Linked DNA regions of Vulpes vulpes: region 2 is linked to region 1. The links are chromatin contacts, called in public Hi-C maps. All regions are on one chromosome and are shown on one strand. Each heading gives the region's core, a stretch centred on a gene start, on an enhancer-like site or on the middle of the called end of the contact. The rest is flanking DNA. Distances are from core to core; before and after follow the strand shown.

Region 1 (6,680 bases), core at 3,076-5,575:
GAAGACCTATTTCAGACAGGCTAAATACTCTGCTTAAGATTACAGAGTATTAGGAGTACAGCTGAAATTCAAACCCAGTTTGACTCCAACACCTAAGCCCTAAATATCTTTAAACCAACATGCAAAGCTCTTGATCAAGATAAGCACTAGTGTGATAACAGGAAGAGAAGCAAAGATTTTAAAGACAGATTGCGTTTAAGTTTTGTTTTGTTTTTTAAAGATTTTATTTATTTATTCATAGAGACACACGGGGTGTGTGTGTGGGGGAGAGAGAGGCAGAGGGAGAAGCAGGCCCCATGCAGGGAGTCCGGATGTGGGACTGGATCCCGGGTCTCCAGGATCACACCTCAGGCTGCAGGGGGCGCTAAACCGCTGAGCCACCGGGGCTGCTCGCGTTTAAGTTTTGAATCAGGCGTTTGGTAGTCAAATAATGGGTAAGTCACTTAACCTTATGGCCTCAGTCCCTTCATCTGTAACATATACAGTATTTCCTTCCTGCCCCAAAGAGTAATTATGAGGCTTAAATAAGATCATATGAAAGTACTCTGTAACCCGTAAAACACCTATTAAGGTTCTGGTCCTGAAAGATAAATTACTAAATATCTGTTCAATGAATAAACAAATACACAGTGATTTAAAAAGGTATTTTTTGTTGTTGTTGGGGTTTTTTTTTTTTTTTGGTAATATGTCACATGCTCTTCTTGAGCCAACCAGGCACACCCCTATAAGTGATCTAATATACATGTTGGCAGCCCAGAACCAGTCAAGAATTTGAGAAGCAGGTTCTTCTGACAAGCTTAGACACTATCAAAGTTCAAAGTGAATTATAAGCATATGAGAAAAAAACAAAAACACAAAGATAAAAAAATTAGAAAAAATAAACATAGGGAAGAACAAAACTGCATGAGAAGAAAAGGCAAAAAAGAGAATATATTAAAAATTCTATTAGCTATAGGAGTGCCTGGCGGGCTCAGTCAGTGGAGCATGCAACTCTTGATCTCAGGGTTGTGAGTTCAAGCCTCACGTTGGATATAGAGATTACTTAAGAATAAAATCTTTAAAAGAAAAAAAATTTTTTTTACAGATTTATTTATTATTCATGAGAGACACAAAGAGAGGCAGAGGGAGAAGCAGGCTCCCTACAGGGAGCACGATGCAGGACTTGATCCCAGTACACTAAGATCACGACCTGAGCCAAAGGCAAACGCTCAATCACTGAGCCACCCAGGTGCCCTGAAAAAAAATTCTATTAGCTATCCTTCTAAAGCACAAATCTATCATAAATTCCATATTTAAAAATCCTTCAGGGGCACCTGGATGGCTCAGCTGGTGAAGTGTCTGACTCTTGATTTCAGGTCAAGTCGATCTCACGGTCATGAGTCTAAGCCCAGCTTTCCCTAAGCCTACTTAAGGGAAAAAACAAAAAACAAAACAAAACAAACTTGACCTTCAATGATTCTTACTCAGCTACTAAAATGATTTTCATACTTTTGTTGACCTTTGGAGTATTTCGCTTAAATAATAACTTAGGACAAAGCTTAATATATAAAACAGGTAACACCAGTTTTCTAGTTCAAGGACCTTTTTTCATTTGGTTTCAGGAGGACCCAGGGCCCTCCTTCTACACTGCTCCATATCCAATGATCCCTAAGAAGGTTCTACAAGACCTTAATTTGGAAACCACCATATCTTGGGATGCCTGGGTGGGTCAGTCGTTGACCATCTGCCTTTGGCTCAGGACATGATTCCAGGTCAAGGGATCAAGTCCCACATCCGGCTCCCTGTGGGGAGCCTCATTCTCCCTTTGCCTATGTCTCTGCCTCCCTCTCTGTGTCTGTCGTGAATAAATAAAATCTTAAAAAAAAAAAAAAAAAAGAAAAAGAAAAAAAAATCACCATATTTCAATTTTTTTTAGGTCTCTTTATTTTTTTAAAGATTTTATTTATTTATTCATAGACACAGAGAGAGAGGCAGAGACACAGGCAGAGGGAAAAGCAGGCTCCATGCAGGGAGCCCGATGTGGGACTTGATCCCAGGTCTCCAGGATCACACCCCAGGCTGCAGGCGGCGCCAAACCGCTGCGCCACCAGGGCTGCCCCCATATTTCAATTTTATTTTTTATTTTTTTTAATTTTTATTTATTTATGATAGTCACAGAGAGAGAGAGAAAGAGAGAGGCAGAGACATAGGCAGAGGGAGAAGCAGGCTCCATGCACCGGGAGCCCGACGTGGGATTCGATCTCAGGTCTCCAGTATAGCACCGTGGGCCAAAGGCAGGTGGTAAACTGCTGTGCCACCCAGGGATCCCCATATTTCAATTTTAATACACACATCGTTTTCATTCATCTCTAAAGTCAAGATGTATCTTTTAATCAATGGTACCTTAATGTTATGCCATGGATTAACAGGCATTTTTTTTAGTACACAAAATAAGTGGTATGTCCCCAATTAACCCAATCTTAGAAGAAATACTATAGTTGGCCTATGAAGCTCTTCACAGTGATTACTTTTCTAGTCTTATTTCCTATCCCGTCCCCAACACATTGTACATCCAATCACACTAAATGACCTCCTTTCCTGGTATATCACCATGCTTTCAGGTCTCTGTGCCTTCATACATGCTGTTTCTTTCTGTCCCCCTAGACTCTGAGAAGCCTTTCCTGACTTCCTCTGTTCCTCTGGCAATTATTTAATCCCTCTCCTTGGCTTGCACAGCACTCAGGAGAACTCTATGAAGTGACTGCTATTGCTTATACCTATTGCTTTGATTGGTCTTTTCCACTAGACTTCAGTACAGAAAATGGGTCTTATTCATCTTTGAAGCTCCAGCACTTAGAACCCACAAGACACTCAATAAACCTATGATGAAGGAACTGTTGAGACAAGTCAAGGGATGCCGACTCTTCACGTATGTCTTACCTTCTCTGTAGGATAGGCTCTAGCTTGAACTTTTTTTATCAGAGCTTGTATTTGTGCAGTTACAGCCATCACCTGAAATTATCCAAATAAAACAACTGATGAGAATATGCTCAGTCATCTTTTTGACTTAAGAAGGGCAAAAGCTAAACAATGACACCTAAAAATTACCAGAGACATTGCCTAAAATGCAGGACTACCTTCTTTTCAGTTCTGTGAAAGGATAGGATAGATGATTTTTGATACTGTAGCAAAAAAGTATAAAAAAGTTCCACCTCTTCTTAAGGATACAGAAACTATCTTACCAGACTATGGGGAGGGGATGGGAACTGGGACAGTGATGGTGGTGGGGTGAACTACCTTATGTACCTTTATCTGTACTGTTTGAGTTTTTTTTTTTTTTTTTTTTTAGATTTTATTTATTTATTCATGAGAGACACAGAGAGAGAGGGAGAGACATTGGTAGAGGGCGAAGCAAGCTCCCCGCAGGGAGCCGGATGCAGGACCCAATCCCGGAACTCCGGGATAACACCCCCAGCCAAAGGCAAATGCTCAACCACTGAACCACCCAGACGTCCCTGTACAGGTTGAGGTTTCAACCAGTACACTTGGGTACCCAAGGGGCAAATCATACCACTTTTCCCAGCATAGGTTTCCTTAGCTATAAGAATAGAGGAAATTCATCCAGATGACTTCTTTTTGGAGTTTTCTGTATTGCTTTGGATGCAGGAATCAATTACTTTGAATTCTAGCCTGAGAAGGTTTTCATTAAGTCACCTGGCTCTCATGGTATTTGGTACCATTCAATACATGCCCTCATACGACCAAAGTTTAGAGGTGAAGCACACAAAATCAAAGCCAATCCGTCATTAAACCGTCCCAAAGGGGTGACATGACTCACCTGCTCCTGAAGGTTTTTCAAAAGTGTGACGGCACTTGGCAGGTCTGCCTCCAGCATCTCCTGTGAGAGAAAGATGGAGAATTAAGAAAGGCCCTTTTGTCAGAATTATGAGAGGAATGGGCTGTGGGGTGGAAAACCCTCCTGTTTCCCTCAGACACCTCACACTTCCGACATTCCCACTCCACTCCACATGCAGCCTCGCTTCACAGCCGGCCAGTCGTCCGGGTTTCTAGGAAGAGCGGTAGCTTCAGCTCCGTCCCCCTACTGCTGCTCTCACCCTGCTGTGCCAAGGTGGTTACTTCCTTTCATCAGCCCCCTTCCCTTGCGCCAACAATTTGCCCAGAGCCGCTGAAGGTATAGGAAGAGGCCACAATAGCAACGCAAAGAAGCAAACTCACAGAACTCTCGGGGGCCGCCATCTCCACAAAGCCCGCCTCTTCCGGGGCGGTACTTTCTGAGAGCTAACTTGGCGTTATAGACTTGATAGACAATCGCCGCTTGCAAATCTGAGCCAATAGGAATAGTGATCCCTCACTTCCGTTCCGAACAGGAAGTGCAGGAGGAAGAGCCACATCCAGCCAATAGAATGGAAGAACTCACTAAATTCGTCAGCTCGACGGGGAAATCTAATGACGTAAAAATGCTCGTGGAAATGGGGCGCGTGATTCGTAGATTGTGCGGAATGTTTGGAGTTAAGCCAATAGAAACGAGGCAAGTGACTGACCGACAGTTAGAGAGGGCCAATAGCAAGAAGAAGTTTGCTGAGCAAACGGAGAAAGTATTGGCTTCCAGACGCCGCAGGACCTAGTCGTTTTCACTACGCTGTCCTCGCGTGGCCAAAAGTGACCGCTAGGCGGCAGTCCTCGGCGGCTCAGAGGTAGCTGGGTGGCAGGTCCGCCAGTGCTGGCTGCTGCTCCAATGCACGCCTCGCGCTTGATCTCAGACTGCGCGAGATTCCTCAGACCGCGAGGCCCCCGGGTCGGCTTGTGACCGTTGTCTCGTGTGACCCTGGAGAAGTCCCTCTGTCTCTGAGCTTTTTTTTTCTTCTATAAATAAGAGAGTTTGGCCAGAGAAGCCCAGACCAGGGTTTAGAAACCGACAGCTAGGACACTCGCCCTCTCACCTCCTCGCCGTGTGCAGAGGGGGCGCTGTGGAAGCCCCCCCCCCCCCCCCCCGCCCCGTGCCACTCCAACACGCCTCACCCCTACCCGTTTAGGGCACTGGGGACGTGAAAGCTCGGCTTACAAATGAGGAAGCCAGTTAGGATTTACGTGACTTGCCCCCCTGTCACACACAGGTTCGCAGCAGTATTTGGTCCAAATCCAGCTTGTGTTTCATTATGCCCTGCCTCATCTTTTCTCAGTATTTCAAAATATGACAACTCATTCCTGCTTCTCACAGGCTGACAAAGTGAAATGGGTCGGCATTCACAGCTTCCATCATCTGCCATAAGAAATAAGCACTGCAAAGGTTAATAATGGTCTTGACAGTTGGTCTTTCCAGGGCGAGGTGACATCGAACTACAAATCAGATCTCCTGACTTGGAGCCGTATCTCAGGCAGCGTGGGAAGACACTGGTTTCTAAATCTTTGGCTGGACTCTAAGGGTTGTATCCAGTCCCCGTGCCTCTTAACATTGGTTTGCTGCCTCAGGCCCACCATGGAAGCTCAAGGGTGACTCAACAGCCTATTCATTCTTTTTTTTTTTTTTTTTTTAGCTTTATTTATTCATGAGAGACACACAGAGAGAGAGAGAGAGAGAGAGAAAGAGAGAGAGAGAGAGGCAGAGACATAGGCGTAGCGAGAAGCTGGCTCCTCACAAGGAGTCCAATGTAGGATTCGATCCCGGATCCCAGGATCACGATCTGAGCCAAAGGCAGGCACCCAACCCGAGCCACCCAGGCGTTCCCAGCCTATTCATTCTATCAACCAATAATCTTTGTACTGTTTGTCAGGATTTGTATTATGAAAGTTGACATTTCAACATAAATTCTTATACTTGTTAGGTCACAAATAAGCTTTTCCTTTCCTTGAACTTGAAACTAATCTGTTCATATGCATTGTGATGTCAGTGAGGAAACAAATATGCTGTTTTGTTTTGATTATTAATTACTTGCCAATCATTCTTTCGTAAGAAAAATCTTGGAGTTAACAGTGAAGTACGTCTTTTTTTTTTTTTTCTTCATGACAGAATGAGAAGCAGAGACACAGGCAGAGGCAGAAGCGGGCTCCCTGTAGGACTCAATCCCAGGTTCCCAGGTCTCCAGGATCACACTCTGAGCAGAAGGCAGCCCTAAAACACTGAGCCACCCTGGCTGCCCTGAAGTAAGTCTTTGTAAAAATTTTCCAAGACTCAACCAACACGTATTGGTAAAGAACACATCATTAAATTTATTGTTTTCTATTTCTTTCAGCAATTTCATAAACTGTCAGTCATTAATATTTGCATGCACTGTAATTCCTATCCATTCCTCTAGATAAAAGGACATGTATTTTTTTTTACTCTGACTTCTTTCAGAATTTTTCTCTTTGGTTTTTGCAGTTTGAATATGATATGTCTAGGTATAGGGGTTTTTTGTTTTTCTTTCTTTTTTGTTTGTTTTTCTATCTTTGAGGTTTTTTGTTTGTTTATTTGGTATGTATCCTGCTTGGTGTTTTCTTTCTTTTTTTTTTTTCTTTTTAAGATTTTATTTATTCTTAGAGACACAGAGAGAGAATGAGAGGCAGAGACACAGGCAGAGGGAGAAGCAGGCTCCATGCAGAGAGCCTGAGGTGGGACTTGATCCAGGGTCTCCAGGATCACGCCCTGGGCTGCAGGGGGCGCTAAAACCGCTGCGCCAGCGGGGCTGCCCTGCTTGGTGTTT
Region 2 (6,680 bases), core at 2,000-4,499, 150 kb after region 1:
AGAAGTCTGAGGTCAAGGTATCCACAGGGTTGACTTCATTCTGAGGTTCCTCTCCTTGGCTTATAGATACCCATCTCCCTATGTGTTCCCATGGTAGTTCCTATGTTCGTGTCTGTGTCCAAATTTCCTATTCTAAAGATACCAGTCATATTGGATTAGGACTCACCCAGAAGACTTCAGTTTAACTTAATTACCTCTTTATAGACCTTGTTTCCAAATACAGTTATATTCTAAGGTATCGAGAGTTAGTACTTCACAGTAAGAATATGGAGTGTGTTGGGGGGGGGGGTCGGACAACACAGTTCAGCCCCTAACAGTATGCTTACTATTAAACTATTTACAGAAGTAACTGCAAACCACAGTGATATACCTACTCAACCCAAAGCAAACCCAACCCAAACCCAACTTAATTTCCTTAGCCAATCCCAAAATGCCTATGGCCCCTCCACTGGCCACTTGACAAAAGAAGTATAATGAGGGGAAGTCAGAAAGGAAAGAGACATCAATCTTAGTCAATTGCAGTTGAAATATTTTTTTCAAATTTTACAAAAAACTATGACCATGTTAACATGTTCTTGGGGCTCCTTCAGTGCTTTGGAAGAGGTCTGTGCAAGAGATGGCCCTGAAACTTCAGCTTCCTTAGCTATAGGGTAAATGTGCCTCTTGGTTAATCCTGCTAATACCTAAGTCATGCAAAGGAAGAGAGAATTTCCACCAATATGGGGGATTAACATCTCTATATTGAGGATGGCATGATGAATCCCCATTCTTCAGCACTAGTCCCTGGAAGAGCTGGGAAGGTTCGTTGTCTTGCTAAAGGTGGGGCCCTCCCATCTCAGATAGCCTGGATCTCTTCCTCTCTTCCAATCCCCATACAGTCCACTCCATCTTCTAAAGTTTTAGAGTGAAATCCACATAAGAGGGAGTCTTCACCACACACTCTAGGGGCAGGTGGATTTCTTCTATCCTTGGATTTTCCCTCTCCTAAACCTGTCCAGTTCTGCTCCCTATTCTGGAGTCTCAGGAGTGAGTGTCTTTTTTTTTTTTTAATTTATTTAAAGATTTTATTTATTTATTCCTGAGAGACACACAGAGAGAGGCAGAGACAAAGGCAGAGAGAGAAGCAGGCTCCATGCAGGGAGCCTGATGTGGACCCGATCCCAGGACTCCAGGATTACACCCTGAGCCAAAGGCAGGGGCTCAACTGCTGAGCCACCTAGGTGTCCCAGGAGGGAGTTTCTTAATGAGCAGAGTTGTCCACCTTTCAGATTTCCAAGCCTATGATCAGTGTTGCCAGAGAGCCAAACTGAATCCTCTAGGGAGGGGCAGGCACTAAGTTCCCACAGACATTGCCTGCCTGGCTTTCCAGCTTGATAAGCACGAGTTCTTCCTGGTCAACCGGGAAGTTATTTGTTATTTGTCTTGTTATTTGTTTGGATTATGAGAGAACAACATCTCCATTGAAAACTGAGGCTGCTGCTGCCTAAAATGTTTCACTTTTCCCTTCATCATATAACAAACCACTGGGGCATGGGAATAGTCATGATTTAGGACAAAGTCTGCATACCAGCAGTCCAGGCTTAAACCCTGAGGAATCAGAAGTTTCTAACTTTAAAGCTGAGTATATATGTTGTGCCCAAGATTGCGAATCTGAGAAACCACCAAGGAGCCGACACCGATGCAAGCGCACGAGGGTTTATTTGCAAGCTCGAGCTTGGGTCCAAGTATACCCGACACAGTGGAGCAGGGACTTGGACCCTGAGGTGGGTTCCAGCTGGGTTTTTATGGGCTGGTCTAGGGGACCTCCAGAAGGGGTGGAGGAATTTCTTCATTCCAATATGGGGGAAAGGGTGGGGGAGTTTCTTAAGCTCTGTTTTCATTCCGATATGGGACTTTCTGTCAAGGGCGTTCTGCGGTTTTTCCTGTAACTGAAGTAGGGTAAGGTTCAGCTCTTGTTCACAGGGGCCTGAGATGGCTGCCGAAGCTAAGATGGCTGTACTTGTGCTAACGCTAAACTTGAGGTGGAATGGCCTTAATTTTCTCGGCCTCCACATATTTATCTTTCCCTTGTTTATGCTTATGATGTTTTTGCTGGATACACAGTTGTGAGATTGTGGGCCTGGCTCTTAAAAGGTTGACATTTTTATTGAATGTAATGGGGCTAGGAGGTGTGCAGGGAGAAATACAGGGATAATAACATAAATAAAATAGGGCTCAGTGCTTAAGCATATTTCTGATGTCTGACAACTATGACAGCATTCTAGACCTTAAATTGGAGGAATAAAGAATCCATAATGGGGGTTGATTTTGGAGGGAGTATACGGGGAGAGGTGGTGTCTGGAATACAGAGCGACGCCTGAAATTGTTTTATAAATTACCGTAGTTATGTAAACTATTAAGTGACCGAAATAGGCAAGAAGAGACTTTTTTGACGACCAGCATGAGAACAAAAGAATCACTTCAGAAAGGACTGTTCCCAAGTTTAGTCTGAAGACTAAGAATCCAAAATATAAAAACTTTCAGCCCACAACTTAAGAGTGTGTGGCGACTTTGGCGAAAAATCCATTTTACTGCCCTTTCTTGACAGCAAAAACTAAGGTTCCTAAAGACAAGTCAGAGTTCCAGGTCCTCCTCACTGGGACAGAGAGGGGGCCTAGGGGTCTCCTTCCAGCACTTAGTCTTTGGGAACACTTGTCCGGTGTTCCGAAGGGGCCGGGCTCCTCGGATCCTCGTCTTTCAGGCGGCAAGACATCTGATCCATCCGGAGAACGAGGTCCCGTTCGCTCTAGGCGCTTCGTTTTACAGTGACGCTGCTGACGGCTGGGCAGGCGCGGATCGGCCCCGCTTGTGCGTAAGGCTGGCAAGGAGATGCCGAGAAAGTCTTCCTTCGGGAGGAAGGAATGGGCAGTAGTTGCAAGCGAGTCTTGGACAATTCCACAAACTGCGGCGGACCCCTTGGGGGACCCCTCCGGGAGGACCAGCGCTCAGCCCGCTCCGAAGGTCCGGCGCGTAAGGGTCGGGGGCGACGGCGGGGGTACCGTTCGCAGCCCTGGCCCCGGGGGACATCTTCCCTGCCCCCAGCAGCCAATCGCCACCCCAGCTGGGGCCCACGCAGCCAATAACCGACTTCAGCCGAGATTCACGCAGCCAATGGCCGCCCCAGTGCACCCGGCGGTGCCCGCCCGCCGCCTGCACCAATCGGGACTCGGGCCACCTTGGCACCGCCCCGGAGCCCGCCCCACCCAGCCGCCCCGCCTCCGACTCGCTCGAGCAGGGTTGGGCTAGACGGGCGCGCTCTCGGGGACAGGGGGGGCAGTCCCGGTCCCGGCCCTCCGCGCGGGTGGGCTTGGAGCAGGCCGCACCGGGCGGGAACCCCATTCCCACCCCGGAGGCCCCCTGCCCTTTCTCCCCCTTTCCCCCCGGCCCATGGTGCGAGGCTGGGAGCCGCCGCCCGGGCCGGACCGCGGTGAGTGATCCCCAGCCCCTTCGACTTCCCCTCCCAGCCCCTGTGTGATCTCCGACCTCCGGAGCCCCGTCCCCAGGCTCATGGGGGGAGGAGAATTCTAGGCTCGAAGTCGCCCGGTTCTCTCTCCTTTCTCCTCTGGACTTTTCGGTTCCCTGTTGTAACTGGGGGAGGGTGAGTGGGTGTGTAGGGAGGAGAAGGCTGGGTCGGGACGCCCTCCGCGAGGGGAGGATTGAAATTCGTCTGCTCCCTGGGGCTCATCGCCCCAAGTGCAGCAACTTTTTGTTCTCTGACCCAGTTTGGAGCCTTGTAGACTGCCTGCGAAATGGAGGATAGGAGAAATGTTTCCTTCCCAGGCCTCTCCTCCCCCCACGACTATCTTCTGGCGACCTCAACACACGTACAGAAATCTGGCCTTACTTCTGGGGAGCAGTGGTCTTTGGGAATGAAAGGTTTGGGAGAAACTGCCCTTTCCGACCCCCTACCCAGCCATACTCCAAACAAACCGGGAAAGTGAGAACTCGAATCCTCAGAGGTTCCTGCTTTTGCGTCCTAATCTGAGACTTCTAAACTGAAAGAAGACTCAAGCCGAGACGTGTTTGGTAATGTGGGCCCAGATCAGATCTTTTACATATGAACCTCCTCACCATACATTTGAAGCTCTTTTATATTATAGGATTAGAACAGGTAAATGGCAATGATCGAAAAAAACAAAAAAAGCCAGTTAGACTTGGGAATTTTTTTTAATGATTCATACATATCTTTAATCGTTGTCATTAAAAGTATGTTCATTTCACCAATCTTTTGGGGTAGTGTCCAGGCGTTTTCTTTGTGTAAGTCTGATGATTGGAGTTCCCAATTGCCTTCTAGTATAAACTACACAAGCAAATCTCAAATCTGTTGGCACCCTGAGAACCTTTTAAAGTACTGATGCCTGGGCCCCAGTCCAGACTAAGTCAAAATGAGGAGGGTTCCCTGGTTTACGTTTCCCAGGTAATTCTGATGTGTCACCACCTCTCATCTATGATTTCTAGGTTTGGGGTTCTTTTTAATGCAGTGAAAATTTGAACACTTTTGAAGCAATCTGAATGCAGAAAACTTTTGAGATTTTTAAGTCCCCTGCCCTTCCAGTCTTTTATAGTTGCCTACTACTCCCAACTCAACAATTGTACACTCCTTTGTATTGTCTTTCCAAAACATTTGCCTTTGTTTTCATAGAAACAACTTTTAGTGCACTAATTTTTCATAGGTTTTTGTGCTATTTAATGACATTATTATATGAATAAAAAAATATGGGCATAAACATATTTTGGGAATCACACACAACTGGTCCAAGCACACAGGGCAGCTGAAGAAAGATGGTTTTGGCACACTAGAGAATAGGCCACCAGCCTCTAGTATGCAGTTCACTGTAAGGTGTTGGTCATATAATCCAGTGGGTCAGTTAAGCCAGGCTCCTGGCCCAGTTGAACACCTCTCCCTTCCACTCTCTCCAATTAATATCACCAATACCCAGTACCTTCTAGATTCTCGAGTCTTCCATCCACTCTTTCGATTCATTCACATCAAGCTGTATTTCCTCTTTAAGCAGTTACCATAGAAAACTGCTTTTCTAAAACATACCATAAAAAAACGGCTTTTTTTTTTTTTTTTTTTTTATTAAGTTGGGAGGACATAATTCAGAGGTTCTTAACTGGGGCTTCTGAGATTATATATATAATGTGTGAGTTTGGATGTTTATGGGGGGGGGTAGTCATAACTTTCTGAGGGAGAGTCCATACCTTTATCTGATTCTCAAAGAGGTTCATGATCCAAAAAGTTGAGAAGCACATAAGTTGAATACCACTAAAAATTCTCTAAGGTCCTTAAAACTATCACCAAAACACATTTCAGAGAGTATTTCAATTCTTTGAATAAAGATAGAGGGTAACTTTGCAGGATCATTAGTTTTTCATTTGAACTGTCTTCTGCTTTAACCATAAGTTTAGGCTCAAGCCTAAAGTTGTGAACACCTCTTTTCCTAGACTTGTATGGACACCTAGACTGGAAGTTTAAGGTAGCCCATTCTTTTCTGCTGCCTGTCCATGGGTATGGAAAGCCCAAAGGGAAAGAAGGGTGTTGTTATTCTCTCTCTATATATATATGTTTTTCTCATATTTTTTATTAGCTGCTTGATGTAGCAGTAGGGCATATCCAGCATATTTAATAAGGGTACAAATTTAGTAATTATTCCGAATTGATAATCCCACCATCACTATCATCTCTGCCCATAGGATTCCTTATTTCCCCAGTTTTGATTCCCTTCTTTTTCTTCCCCTTCCAGCTGGAGGTGCAAGAACACAAGACACCATAGTGTCTTCACTGTGGTTTTGACTACTGTGAGGTCTACCCTCGTTATAGTTCTCATGAGCCACACTCTGGTTGTAGTTTCTTCCTATGTCAAAGGCAGATTCTTCCAGGGAGGTACCAGGTAGCTATACAGCTGTGCCTTGATTTAAGTCACCATTCTATATCAGGAAATCTTCCGCAATTTGTTTTGTGTAATTAGCAAACTGGATGCATACAGTACACCAAATTTGGTATTTGCATTACTGTATATTATACTGAAACATCAAACTGATACCATGGGAATCTGGAGGATAGCACACCACATGAACGAAAGCAAAATGCTTCCTTGTAAGGCTTATAGCTGTGCCTGCCTTATTTCCTGTCCAGCAGTCTTCATCCTTACACTGGACTGCTTTATTCCTTATGGTACAGTTTTCTCTTATCTAAAGTGTAATTGTGTCCTTAAAAAAAAGGACACAAATAAGGTTAAGTAGATGTCAAGTGTTGCAATCATAAAGTATTCTCCACCTTAGGTTTGGTGGTGGTCTTAACGGGCCACAGTGTCTAAATGGTGGCTTAGCACCTGGCTGTGTAAACAATTGCTCACAGGCCACTCAGCTGTGTCTGGGATAAACCTGGAGACTAAAAGTAGAGCTACTACTACATTGGCAATTCATCTGGCAATCAAAAAGGATTTATGTCCAAATTATGGATTCAATTCTAAAGCTGTGATTTTCATCCTTTTTTTTTTTTTTTTTTTTTTCCTTTTAACAGCATAATCCATTCTGGAATTATTTCCAACTCCCAAAATATAAAAAGCATAAAATCATGGATATCCTCGTTTCCTCCACTGCTCATTAGAATTAGGACCCTGCAAAAACAGATTGAA

The links. Hi-C and Micro-C count contacts between places; a contact is called where the count stands out from the background.
Region 2: a contact with region 1 is called in a Hi-C map of skeletal muscle, with 4 times the contacts expected there. The contact joins the promoter of HOMEZ here to the promoter of NGDN in region 1. A contact is called at or near these places in 2 of 3 Hi-C or Micro-C datasets (both in skeletal muscle).

The regions. Positions count from the first base shown.
Region 1 is chr6:64,911,023-64,917,702 of VulVul3, reverse strand. It overlaps NGDN (neuroguidin), which reads right to left and starts at 4,325. Exons shown (of 11, transcript XM_026007545.2): 1 at 4,216-4,325; 2 at 3,818-3,877; 3 at 2,920-2,991. The coding sequence starts at 4,236.
Region 2 is chr6:64,756,402-64,763,081 of VulVul3, reverse strand. It overlaps HOMEZ (homeobox and leucine zipper encoding), which reads left to right and starts at 3,249. Exons shown (of 2, transcript XM_026007533.2): 1 at 3,249-3,466. The coding sequence starts at 3,427.